Linked DNA regions of Cricetulus griseus: region 1 is linked to region 2. Evidence: chromatin contacts called from public Micro-C data. All regions are on one chromosome and are shown on one strand. Each heading gives the region's core, a stretch centred on a gene start, on an enhancer-like site or on the middle of the called end of the contact. The rest is flanking DNA. Distances are from core to core; before and after follow the strand shown. Region 1 overlaps LOC118238890 (a long non-coding RNA gene). Region 2 has its middle 69 kb from the start of Mir181b.

What was found. A called contact is a pair of places that touch in the nucleus more often than the background predicts.
Region 1: a contact with region 2 is called in a Micro-C map of the CHO-K1 cell line, with 2.5 times the contacts expected there. The contact joins two enhancer-like sites. A contact is called at or near these places in 2 of 8 Hi-C or Micro-C datasets (the CHO-K1 cell line and liver).

The regions. Positions count from the first base shown.
Region 1 is chr5:51,405,800-51,411,663 of CriGri-PICRH-1.0, reverse strand. All of the region lies in intron 1 of LOC118238890 (a long non-coding RNA gene), which reads left to right. Among named protein-coding and RNA genes, the nearest start is that of Mir181a, 64 kb to the right of the region's middle. Within about 2 kb of position 4,328, at least 1 of the 6 cell types and tissues checked has open chromatin away from gene starts, as enhancers often do.
Region 2 is chr5:51,272,702-51,279,384 of CriGri-PICRH-1.0, reverse strand. No RefSeq gene overlaps it. Among named protein-coding and RNA genes, the nearest start is that of Mir181b, 69 kb to the left of the region's middle. Within about 2 kb of position 2,329, at least 3 of the 6 cell types and tissues checked have open chromatin away from gene starts, as enhancers often do.

The sequences.
Region 1 (5,864 bases), core at 3,079-5,578, 130 kb before region 2:
TTGTATCAAATGGGAAAGAGATAATTACTTTTACCATACTATGTGACTGGATTTGAGACACAAATGGAGAAAAAGTCTAAATATATGCTATGCCTTAGCTATCAAGTTTTGATATGTAACTTAAGAATAATATTGAATGGTGGGGTGTTTACCAGCTTAGACATGCCTGGCATTGAAGATACAATTTTGTAAGCTCTGAAATTCATTCTCTGAAGTTCTAATTTAGGAAGAGATTTTCAAAGCACATGTATTCGAAGAGTTCCACTAATGTATTAGCAATCAATGGATTTGTTTGCCAATATATTATGTGATTGTTTAAAAGCAAGAGAATAAAAAATAGTTACTTCAATTGGTTATTGTTCAGAAAAGTTTATAGTTGAATTGACACATTTTGTTCTTAGAAAAAGCAATTTAGACAAGTTGAGTGATATTTCTGTGGTGTAACGCTCCACTGTAAACCAATAAATAGCTTTTTTGGAGGCATGACTTTCTAGCTTTATGTAAACAATCCCAACACAAACTGGACTTCTGGCCTGATGAAAACTAATTTAATTTCTTTATCAAAGAGAGCAAGTGAATAAATAGTTTTATTTAGAGTCCACCTACTTTCTGAAAGCCAGGCCTGCCATGGCCCTCTGGGGATCCAGGTTACTAGAAAGGCATCTTTCAAAGACAAGAAGATAATAGACTTGATTGAAATAGTTGGACTACGTAAGACCAATTCAAGAACAAATGGTTTTTCAGAGCATAGCGAAGAAAGAACAATTTCCTATAGTTTATTCTCCTTTCACAATGGTAATGATTTATTGGAAATGGCAGGGCGAACAGTAGATAGATGTACCCAAACAGAAAATAACCAGAGGTATTTTATGTCAGGGATGCATCAAAATTCTTGGTTTATAGAGATGATTCTCCCTCCAAGTTTCTTGTTGTAGATTTTGTTGACTATGATCCTCAGGGTTAGGAACAGTGTACACATTATATTTAACATGTACATTAAAATACAGTCTTGTGACCTCAATTTGTGTTTGTTATTATATTATGTGAGTGTTTGAAATGTTGTAAACTATGATATATTCTAATATAATGAAATTTGGATAACAACAACAACTAGCTCTGATTCTTCTAAGTGAGAATCATGCTCAAATATTGAACAAATGAGTTTATTGATGAAATAATTATTATGGGTACTTCACGGTGGGGGGGGGAAATCAACCCCAAACTCCAGTCCTAACTGAATGAACAGAACAAAAATTACTACAAAACCAAACAGTTTTTGAGTACTTGGATGATTTCTAAAAGTAGACTCAGCTGTCATAATCTCTCTTCATGAAGAGAGAGATTGTGTTTTTCAGCTTAGCCTGTAGGCTGAAGGTCTGATATTATTGTGCACAGATGCCCAGGCGCTGTTCAGAGAGCACACAGGAAACTCTGGCTGCAATAAGCAAAGAAGGGAAGCTGGTTTGGCGGCTTTATGCTGCAAATTTTATTCCTCCAATCTGGATGCATGCTACACTCAAAATTAATTTGAGTGAAGACTATCAAAGTTATTTTTGTAGCTTACAAAAGAGCCACTGTTTTGTTAGATGCCCCGTGAAGGAAGAGAGTTTGAAAAGTGATTGACTGACCCTCTGCGTGCAACCCACTCAGGCTCAGTGAGACACTGGGGTCAGACGGGTTCATGAAGCACAGATAGGAAATGAACCAAATGCATATTTGGAGGTTTAAAAAAACATTTAGGACCATTTTTGTTAAACCATACACGGATTTGGGGTTGATTTTTTGGCACATCTTTTAAAATACCAATCCTTAGTTCAGCTGAAACAACTTCTTATACGTATAGCTGAGGCCAGATGGCCGCATGCTCCTTTCTTATTTAGATGAGACTCTCCCTTTCAATAACATCTTTCTTTCCTGACCTGCTTAAAAATTCCAGCGAATGAAATCAGCAGAGGATTTTCAATTCTAATTGACCATGTGCAGAGGAAGGGCCAGGACAGAAATCAGTGGAGGCATTGTGAGCCTCAGTTCTGTCTTTGTATTTTACCCTTACTAGGCAATCTGAACTAACTGCAAATACTTACAATTTTTAACATTAAGAGAGCTGCAATACTATTCCTCAGTGAGAATTATTTGATTGATCTAACTCTCTCGTTACATCTTAAAAAAATCAGAAAGTTATCATGTACTTACACAGCTTGGTTTTCTTGGGTTAAAAAGTACATTAAAATATTAGCAATGATAGTTGAACTGAGATGAAAGAATGAAATACCATATTTATTTTTCTCATCACTTATATGAATCATTATTAGAATATATGCATGTATTTTCAATTTTCCATCAATCATCAAGAGTTTTGACTTATTGTGTATGTGAAAAAATAAAGAAAAATATTTTCCTAGAAGTTTATTCATACCTTTACTAGCAAATGTATTAGAAATAGAGGATGAGATGTATATGTATATATGTATTCAACGTAGTGTGGTGAATTCTGTATTATATATGTACATATATAGTTCAGTTAGTTATATATTCTTTGAAGGTGGATGTCTATTTTGGTAGGCATCCATTTTTTGTCGTTGGCAAGTTCTTTCTAGGGGTGTGGTGGTGCTGAGGCTTGAACCCAAAGTCCAATATGTGCTAAGCACCCATTCTACCACTGAGATATATTTCAAGCCCTGTTTTGGATAAAGTCTTGATTCAAATTATTACATTAATATTTATTTTTTTCAGTTAAAAATACTCAGATCTAAAAATCTATTTCTGGAATGGCAAACCTGTGATATCCTGACATTGTTTTGACATACAAGCTTAGAAAAAAAGTTGACGTCAAGGTGCACATTTAAAAAACAGGTAGAAATTAAGAAATCAAGACCAATTATCAATTTCACTGAAAAATCCTGAGGAGGGCTTACAGCAGACCAGTCCTTGGTTTCATGATTATACTCACTGTTTTGGGGGAGTCACCTGTCTGAGACAAGCATCCCAACTGTCCCACAAGAAATGCTTTATTACAGGCCACACTCCTGCCATGTTTGAAAATATGTCTTGGGAATGGAAACACTCGTTAGATTTAAAAAAAAAAATGGTTTTTTTTTGCGTCAAAACTATACAAAATTTGAAGTAGACTATCCTGGAATTTATAATTCTGAAGGTTGTTCTCTAATCACTAATGTATGAAGTCAATCTTTACAAACCTTGAGAAGATTAAAGTTCTGAGATCTTATAGATATCTTTCTATTATTGGCATTGTGTCCTAAAGCATTTGCTTTGATTGCTGTTCTCCTATCAAATTACCTTTTTGTTAATGATTTAGAATTGGAAAAGCCAAAGCTGGGCAGTAGTGCCACCCTTCTTTAATCCCAGTACTCTGGAGGCAGAGGCACTCAGATTTCTGTGAGTTCGAGGCCAGCCTGGTCTACAGAGTGAGTTCCAGGACAGGCTGTAAAGCCACACAGAGAAACCTTGTCTCGAAAAGCCAAAAAAAAAAAAAAAAAAAAAAAAAAAAAAAAAAAAAAAGGAAAAGCCAAGTAAGTTCATAGTCGTGATTTACCCAAAGTGATTATGTATAAAGTATTAAGAGATCAAAATTATGTACTAACAACAAAATGACAGTAAAGTGGCATCTAAGGTATTAATTCATGAAGAACTAAATCTCATCCTCTCCTTCAGAACCACAGAGTTTATTTAGTCATGAATTGTAGCTGGAATATATAAGATGATGGATAATTGGATCGTCAGAATTATTAAATTGCTATTGAAATTTTGGTTCATTCCTACTAAATAATCAAAATGTACATTTAAATAAGGATGATGACTCTAGACTACTTCCATTTTCTTCTTTTCTGTAGTATGATTGGCTACATATTCTTCTTTTCTGTGGTATGATTGGCTACTATGCAAGTTTTGATTATGTGGTGTCAAGTTTGATTACAAATATTTAATACAACGTTAACTTTACATCTCATTACAATGAGTGTCAGTATTTTTAACTTATATAGGTTTGTGGTTGATACTCTTGCTCTATTTTGCTCCATGAATCCTAATTTTCATTTAGGTAAAAAAAAAAAATCCAGGAAAAATTACAGTCAGTTATGGAATCTTTGCAGCTGTGTGAAATGTCTGCCCTCACTGTAGCCCCTTTTCCTGTCTGTGAAACTGTGGGAATGACTCTGAGATAGAGATCCATGGGAAACTCAGGCCCCCCTCAGCTCTCCTTGGACACCATTTGCAGTTTTTCCTTTCTTAGGACAGTTCCCCAGCTTAAACTCTCCTCTACAGCAGTCAGCACCTCCCATCCAGTTTGACGTGAACTCAGCCATCGCTTTTCAGTGAGCTTTGGCCTCATCCTTCTTTGGGAGTTTTATGAGTCATGCACACACTAGTGCGCTCTTGTGTTGTTTTCTAATTTTATATTCTTAACTGTAAAGGAAGTGGGGCTATCTGGATAGATGTGAGGATAAATATAGGGGCTCACACAGATGTCTTTGGCATTCTGAAGGTCTGCAGTGTCGTAAATAACAAGCCACCAAATTTGCCTTTGTGGCTGTCACTCCCAGTTTCCGCAGTGAGCCCACCTCCAAGTGGAAGCGTTCTCTCATTTAATATGCTCAAGGTGGAAGCCCAGTTTATTCTTGTGTTCCTCTTGAGTAAGTTTGCTTCCTGGAGGAAAATCACTGTTTTAAAAGAATGTGTTAAAAAAAAAAAAAGCCACAAAGGTTAAAGAGAAGAACCAGAAGACAAGTGTACAAGCGTGACATTATTCCAATAAAATTATGAGAGTACAAACTGTGTCACCTAAGCTGAAGTTAGAAGAGTCTCAAAATGTGGACATTTTCAGCACTCATATGCACATATAGAAACTCATATGTAAATTTAACTTCTTTGTGATAGTAAGTGAGAAAAAGACAATTCCTTTTAAGGTTTTAAGTCTTCATTTAAGTCTGCCACAGTGGAAATATTCATGAAAGAGACACGTTTTGCTGACTGTGTAGTTGTTTGATGGTCTTGATCCATTAGTCATTTACCAGAATTTTATTGAAAACGTTTTAGGAGAAAAGCCCTCAACCAGTACTCGGTCTTAGGAAACACTTAGAGTGCCTCTCGTCCTGGAAAGAGTTATGGATGGAAGCTAACAGTGACATTCTTTAGTTAAGAAGAGGATGCAAAAGGGTTAAAGTTTAAAATCCTTTTGAAGAGGAGGCGGGTTGGATGGGTGGGGGTTTCCTCTAGGCTAAGCTGCCAGTGATTTGGTTGTATTTATGGATTATACCACATGTTGAAAAGAGGAAAATCAGATGGAAGATGACTCTGCAGGGGGCGTCTGGACTTTTCACTGATGCTAAAGTCTGTTTAGTCAATGCTTATTAAGGCCTGGTTTTGACCTTTGCCCCTTCACTTCTCCCTGTTCCAGGTGCAACATTTGTGCAAGTGCTCGGCCATTATTGGGTGCTCTGAGCAAACTTCCAGACCTGAAAGAACAGACTATGTTGAACATTCAAACACTGCAAGGTGGTTGTGATGGGTACATTTTTCAAGGCTCTGTAAAGTTAGAGCCACTTCCTTTGTAATTAATAAGCAGTGAATATGACTCTTCTTTAAGCTATAACTGAGGCTGTTAAAGTATAATTTGCACCTAAAACACCTTAATATATTAGTATTGTAATATTTTCGAGAATATCTAAAATAGACACTTCTTCCCAAACTATGTCTCTTTCTAGGGAGCATAGATATTTTATATAGGTATTTCTTTTTAAATCTTTGTACTCATGTGTATTCTAAAATGTATACTCTTATATTGCCCATTCTTAAAAGATGATTTTATTTTATAAAGCATAACTAAGAGAGAGAAAACGACGGAAGAG
Region 2 (6,683 bases), core at 1,080-3,579:
TGAAATTAAGATTATAATACATATAATGTATATAATGATTGCATACAATACTAATAATGAGTAGTTTGGGAGCTGCTTTTATTTTCTGTCTTACTACTTAGAAAATATTTTAAGAGTCAGAAATAGAAATCAAAACTGCCTCTTTATTTATGTGAAATTATAGTGTACACTTTCAAAAGGAACATTTCCCCTTCGCTCTAAAGGCAGACATAAATGTTGAGGCATAAAAAGAAATGACCTCACATGGAAGCTGAACCTTCAGGCTAACAAATGCAACTCTATCTTTAGTACTATCTCATGTATTTATATAAAACAGAGGAGCATTTTAGGCCAATTAGTGGCTTGAAAACCATATACTTTTTCCAGGAGGGTTTAATCCTGACGAACTTGAGATGTTAACACAGAAAAGCATTGGCAGGAGATCACGCGGTTGGCTTGACTCAAGGCAACAAAGCTTTAGCATAAATTAGTTTTTACTTGTTAAAAGAAAAAACAAATCCTGTTTGTTTTTGTAATACAGTTTGTTGGTTCTTTTAATTTGGGGGAAATTCTGGGGAATTCCAGTTCTCAGAGAAGTGAGGAGCCAAGCCTAGGTTGAGCCAGTCCCAAGCTCCCTGGTCCTGTGTAAACACCCAGGAGCCCTCTTCAGTGTGCCTGGTCTAAGGCAGCAGGGTGGACCTGTTATGCCTGGACCTCAGTTAAAGCAAGAGTGCCAGGCTGGGGCTGGCTGCTGTGCAATCCACAGAAGATTATTCAAACCCCCAAAAGGGATCCCAGCTTCCCACCCTGACTTGTAAGCAGTGCCTATGAACAAACAAGAGTGAGAGAGAGAGCTGCTGCTGTGTCAGTGGGATTTGGAGACTGTCTCCTCCTTCCTGTTAGCTCTGCAGATGTGAAAAGTGAAGATTGGACATAAAATTTGGCTTTGTCAAAGCAGATTAGTGTAATACCTGACAGACACAATCCTCCAATCCAAGGCCCTTTGCTATGAGTGTAATCTGTGGCCTACTTTGGTTGCCGCACTGAGAGGAGGCCCACAGTAAATGAGGATTTTGTTGTTATTGTTCCCTAGCTTCAGTCTTACAAAGGTGAAAAACATGAAGATAAAATGAAATTACAGAACAGCTAGTGGTCAAACCTGTCAAGTTCATAATTTCTGAGATCATTCTGTGATTTCTTCAGCAGCACAAACCAAAGGCTTAGCTAGAGTGGAGCCTGGTGTACCTGAGAGCCTCTGTGTGTCTGCTGTGCTTGCTTCTGTGTACAAAGCACTTCCATGAGTTGGTAAAATACCCAGACCTGGGTGGTACAAGGGTTTCCTTAAGATACATCAGCTCAGAATTCATTTATGATATTCACAAAAACTCTTAGTTTTAAAAAGTATTTTGTTTTTATTTATCCATGTATGCATGTGTGCCTCTCTCTCTCTCTCTCTCTCTCTCTCTCTCTCTCTCTCTCTCTCCCTCTCCTTCCCTCTCTCTCTCTCTCTCTCTCTCTCTCTCTCTGTGTGTGTGTGTGTGTGTGTGTGTGTGTGTGTGTGCACCTACCCTCTGAATTCAGAAGAGGGCATCAGAGTCACAGCTAGGTGTAAGCAACCTGAACTGAGTGCTGGAAACTGAACACTCTTAATCCACTAAGTCATCTTCCTAGCCCAAACTCACACATTCTTTAATGTAATTAATATTCATGAAAGCATCATGAAGCACTGTGGTAAAAAGTGCTAATCCCCCATTTCTATTTTAGTCTTCTACAGTAACAGAATCCTAGATATTTTTAGGAACACCGCTGACCCAGCCTTTTTTGTGGCCAAATGTAGACATATTTTAAGTTCTGGCCATGTTGTAAGAACAAAGGTAAGAAGTATAATGTCTATGTCACCCCATGAAAAGGAGAGAGCAATTTCTCCTGTTTCTACTTCTCTCTCACTGTCTGAAACTGTGCTGGCATAGAGAACACTGATTGTAGTTGATTCAGACATATAAGTGAGTAACAATGGCAAAGATGAGGGTTATCAATGTAAATGTTTGTGAGACCTGGGGCACATTATGGCAGAGTTCTAAATTTCCCTCCACAACTTAAAGGTAAGGTACTACAACATGCCATGAGAGATGTAATAAATATTGGAGGGGCTGTATTCAAAGGTCTGATCACCAGTGACCTCACTATTCATAGCAAGCAGTGCCCTTTTTTTTTCCAAACTGCCGAACACAAAAGACCAGAAAACAGAGGCTGAGGGAGTGGCCAGCAGATGCAGTGGCCAGTGTCAGCAGGCTCATCTTCTTCATGAGGCCACCTTGGGGGATTCCTTGTGAATAAGACAGGCCTCTGTGGTTAGTGTTGGAACTCTTTGTCCTGAGTTAACAGTAACAGGAAGAGTGACTCAATATCCTGCCTCGAAGGATGGAGAAGCTGAGTCTGCTTTGAAACTTCCTCTCTGAAATGGGGATTGGTCTGGGAACCAGACAGTGAGAACTAAGACTGTGCCATGCACCAAGATCAAAGAGACTAGCCAAGGCCAGGTGTATGGGAAAGGAGACAAAGACAGCAGGTGGGCTGGGCTTTGACAACATGAGTTCTTAGTAGACTTGTGGTTGAGCTGAGCTAATCGGTAAAGCACTTAAGCCCAAAGCCCTAGCCTAGTACTACACCCCTCTTATTAGCAACCAAGTCTACATGTTATTTCAGGGGTACAAGACAACTATCTGTAGGCATCATCCGTAGATTCTTATTGTGATCAATCATTCTTTTTATTGTTGTTGTTGGTGGTGGTGGTGGTGGTGTGTGTGTGTGTGTGTGTGTGTGTGTGTGTGTGTGTGTTTGTGTGTGCATATTCTCTGTGCAAGTGCATTTATACCTATGTTCATGTGCTTGTGAAAGTCATAAAAATATTTCCTGTGTTATTCTTCATGTATTTCCTAATTTTGTTTTTGAAAAGATCTCTCTTGTTACCCAGTAAATTAGGCAGCTGGGATCTCTGCCTCTTGCTGCCTCCCATCTCACCATGGCTAGGATGTCACCCCTCCTTCCTTTTTATGTGGATCCCACAGATCCATATGCTCATTCTGTTTGTGCAGCAAGCGTTCTTCCTGACCACTGGAGTCCAGTCAGTCATTTTTGTAATAGATTTCATACATTGTCCCAGGCAGGTTTTATTCCAGCCCTGAGAGGTGACAAATTTCTAGGTTACATAAGAGAACTGAGGGTGGGGAGGTCATAAACTGGGTCAGACACGATGGCTCACAATCCCAGCACTTTGGAGACAGAGGCAGGTATTCACTCTGAGTTCCAGGCCAGTCACAGTAATATAGTGAAACATTGTCTAATAAGAAAAAAAAAATCAGAAAACAGGTCCACAACTCAACAGCTAGACTACCTTTGGGCTTAGCCTTAGATAAGAAAGTGTGAAATGGCAAGTACTGCCCTTAGCACTCAGTAATATTATCTCAATTTTAGAGAAGAGAAAAATGGAGCTAAGAGCAGGTAAGGAACTCTTCTCAAGTCATGTAACTATGTCAACCCGACAAGTCTCAAGAAGTTAATTCCACAAGGTTGATTCAGCTCCCTTTAGAATCTGCCTTGCACAACCAGGGGATCCAGCTTCTTGGGAGCTGAAGCCTCAGGCAAGCTGGAGCGCCTGCCCACCCACTTTTCAAAGGGCCTGTCTGCACTGTAAGAACAAGTCCTCCTCTTCCAGCAGAGGATGCATTTGTTACTTGATGTTTCTTCCACACTGCAGTCATCAGCAGTCCTGTCCAACTCCCCATCCCGCCACTCCCTCCCACAGACCTAAGGTCCTGTCCATCTCCCCATCCCCCCATTCCCTCCCACAGACCCAAGGTCCTGTCCATCCCCCCATCCCCCCATTCCCTCCCACAGATCCAAGGTCCTGTCCATCCCCCCATCCCCCCATTCCCTCCCACAGACCCAAGGTCCTGTCCATCCCCCCATCCCCCCATTCCCTCCCACAGATCCAAGGTCCTGTCCATCCCCCCATCCCCCCATTCCCTCCCACAGATCCAAGGTCCTGTCCACCTCCCCATCCCCCACTCCCTTCCACAGACCCAAGGTCCAGTGCACCACTTGAGCTCAGGTCACTGAATTTCTCTTTGATTTCTGCTTGCTAAATTTCTCAGCCAAGGAAAAACCATGAAGTGTCAAATTGCACGAACTGAGCATCCAAGTTCTTGGCTGCTCCAGCCCCAGCTCTGCCAAAGGACCTTAAATAAACTTGGTTTCAGGGAGATGCCCGAGATGATTCCTATGTGGTGTGTTTAGTTTGTGAAATGAACACAGAGCATGGTTTCATCTGATTAGTGTGAGTCACAAAAGCAGACCAAACAGCAAGCTTTCTGATTTCTGATTTCTTGTGTGTGTGTGTGTGTGTGTGTGTGTGTGTGTGTGTGTGTGTGTGTGTGCGCGCGTGCGTGTGTGCGTGTTGGTTTCTGTTGGATAACAAGTTTATCAATACTTTTTATTTATTCATATTTATAGTCAAAGGGGAGAGGTAAAGGCAAACAGTTTCTCTCAATCAATGGCTGTGTATCTCAGTAAGATAGAAAAGTATTGTACATATAAGACAAAAAATCAATAAACCTTTACAATTATGGTTACACATGTAAAATGCCTCACCTCCATTCTTTTAAAAGCCATTATTTCCATGCAGTACTTTCAGAAACTGGATCATTGTGCACACTTGGAAAGAAAAAAAAAAGAGGACATTGAATCACCATATATATTCTATTGCTTAATAAATTTCACACCACCTGACTGATTTTCCCCATTAGGAGGTACAGTAAATTACGCCAGGAGAGCTGAGAGCAGAAACTCTGTGTCCTCCGGAGTCCCTATGATGGGGTAGAGATGAGCAAGGGGCCAGGCAAGTCCTGCTCATTGACACTTAAAATGGGAGCAAGCTGGCCAGAGTAGAGAAGGAAATAAATGCAATTATCATTGTGCTGTATTTACTTTTCAAATGAAAAAAATAGAGAGCTCAAAAGTCAGGGTGCTATATCGGCAGTTCAGTGCCCTCAGCCCCTCAGCGTAAAGTTTTGGAAGAGGTCTTACTTCCGATGGCATGGGGGGAGGATGCTGAGCTTGGAGAGTTGGAAAGATCGAGAGATCAGCTATCGCATGATGAAGTCAATGTAAAAGATGGAGGCTCTATGTGGGGGCAAGCACTGAGCTCCATACTTGGTTTTGTTTACATTTTGTCTTGTTCTGTTTTTCTTATCAATTTCTTTCTATTTTCATTTGATTGTGTGTTTTAATTTTCATTCTGATGAGGTTGGGGTGTGGAGGGAAGGAGGGAAATGCACGAAGCAGAGTGGGTAGGCACCTGGGGAGCTAGGAGAAGTTGGGGGACGAAAAGAATATGACTGAAGTATATTGAATAAAAATTTTGTATAATTTTTTAAATACAAGTTGGACTATGACAGACGCTGGTGTATAGAGTCAAAGGTGGCGAGTTAGGTGAGGGAAAGAACTGTGCCAAGGGTCAGCGAATGTACAGGCTCAGAGGTACGGGAGGTCCAAAGGTCAGTGCCAGGGGCAACAAAGCATGGGGGAAAACCTAAAGTCCTCATAGCTGATGTGGAGTTTCCAGTGCCCAGACAGGAACACTCTGAAAAGTAGAAAAAGTGTCTGTGTGAAAAAACTTTTGTATCTTGTTCTGAAGCTGTATTTAGAGAGAGAAGGCTAGTAACAAAAGATCGAAACACTCAGACCCCAGACACACGTGGGCCTTTCTGGGAGCCATCCGCCTGTGGCCAGAGGCCGGAAATGTGAGGCCTTAGCATACTTAGTGGAGCACTAGGCTCTATGACGCAGCCTGTGCGTTCCTGCAGTCTATAACCAGAGGGCAAGGACATGGGATAGTGAGTCTGAAGTCAATACAGATCATATGGGCAGACTGATTGATCCTGATAAGATGCTTACAGACCACAAACAATTGACCAACCTGATAGCCGAGCCTGTGGCTAAGGAGTCATATTCCCTTGTAAGACAGTTTTCCTCAAACTTGTTCACATCGTGAGTATGCAGTAAATAAAAATAGCTCAAATGTGTCTGGCAGCAAGGGCAAACTGGAGAGTTAAGTCTCTCCTTAAGCTTCCTGTTTGCATTGCCAGCCTGAAGGCTCTTCCGGCTTGAGAAGGCTGTGGAGTCTGTGGAAATCAAAGCCTACACACACAGAGGTACCTGTCTCCCCTTGCTGGGAAGTTTTCTCTTAAGGAATACTTTGAGATCTCCTGGGGTAATTGTTCTTAGAGTGGGGAGTCACATGGTAAAGGAAATTCACATGAGCAAATGCCAAGGATAAGTAGAAACTCCAATCAAATGTTACATCAAGAAAATGAGCCTCACGTATATTAAAGGGAGGTTTCTAAGCACAGAGTAGCAAAATCAGGCAGTTTCCTTGAAGAGATGCTGTGTTTCACACGGGGGAAACAGAGGCAGAGAGAGAAGAGCCCTACATCACTCAGATGGCAACAGGATCACCCAAGGCCAGAACAGTGATGCAAAGAAGCAGGCTGCCAGTATCTTACGCAAACCAGAGATAAATAACTAAATGTGACGATTTTCAGTGCCTTATTCTCTCTGCATGTTTTTGAAGTTGTCACTAATTAATATTTCATCATCTCCTTTTCACCATTTTTGTTATTTTCTAAACCATGAAGATACTTGAA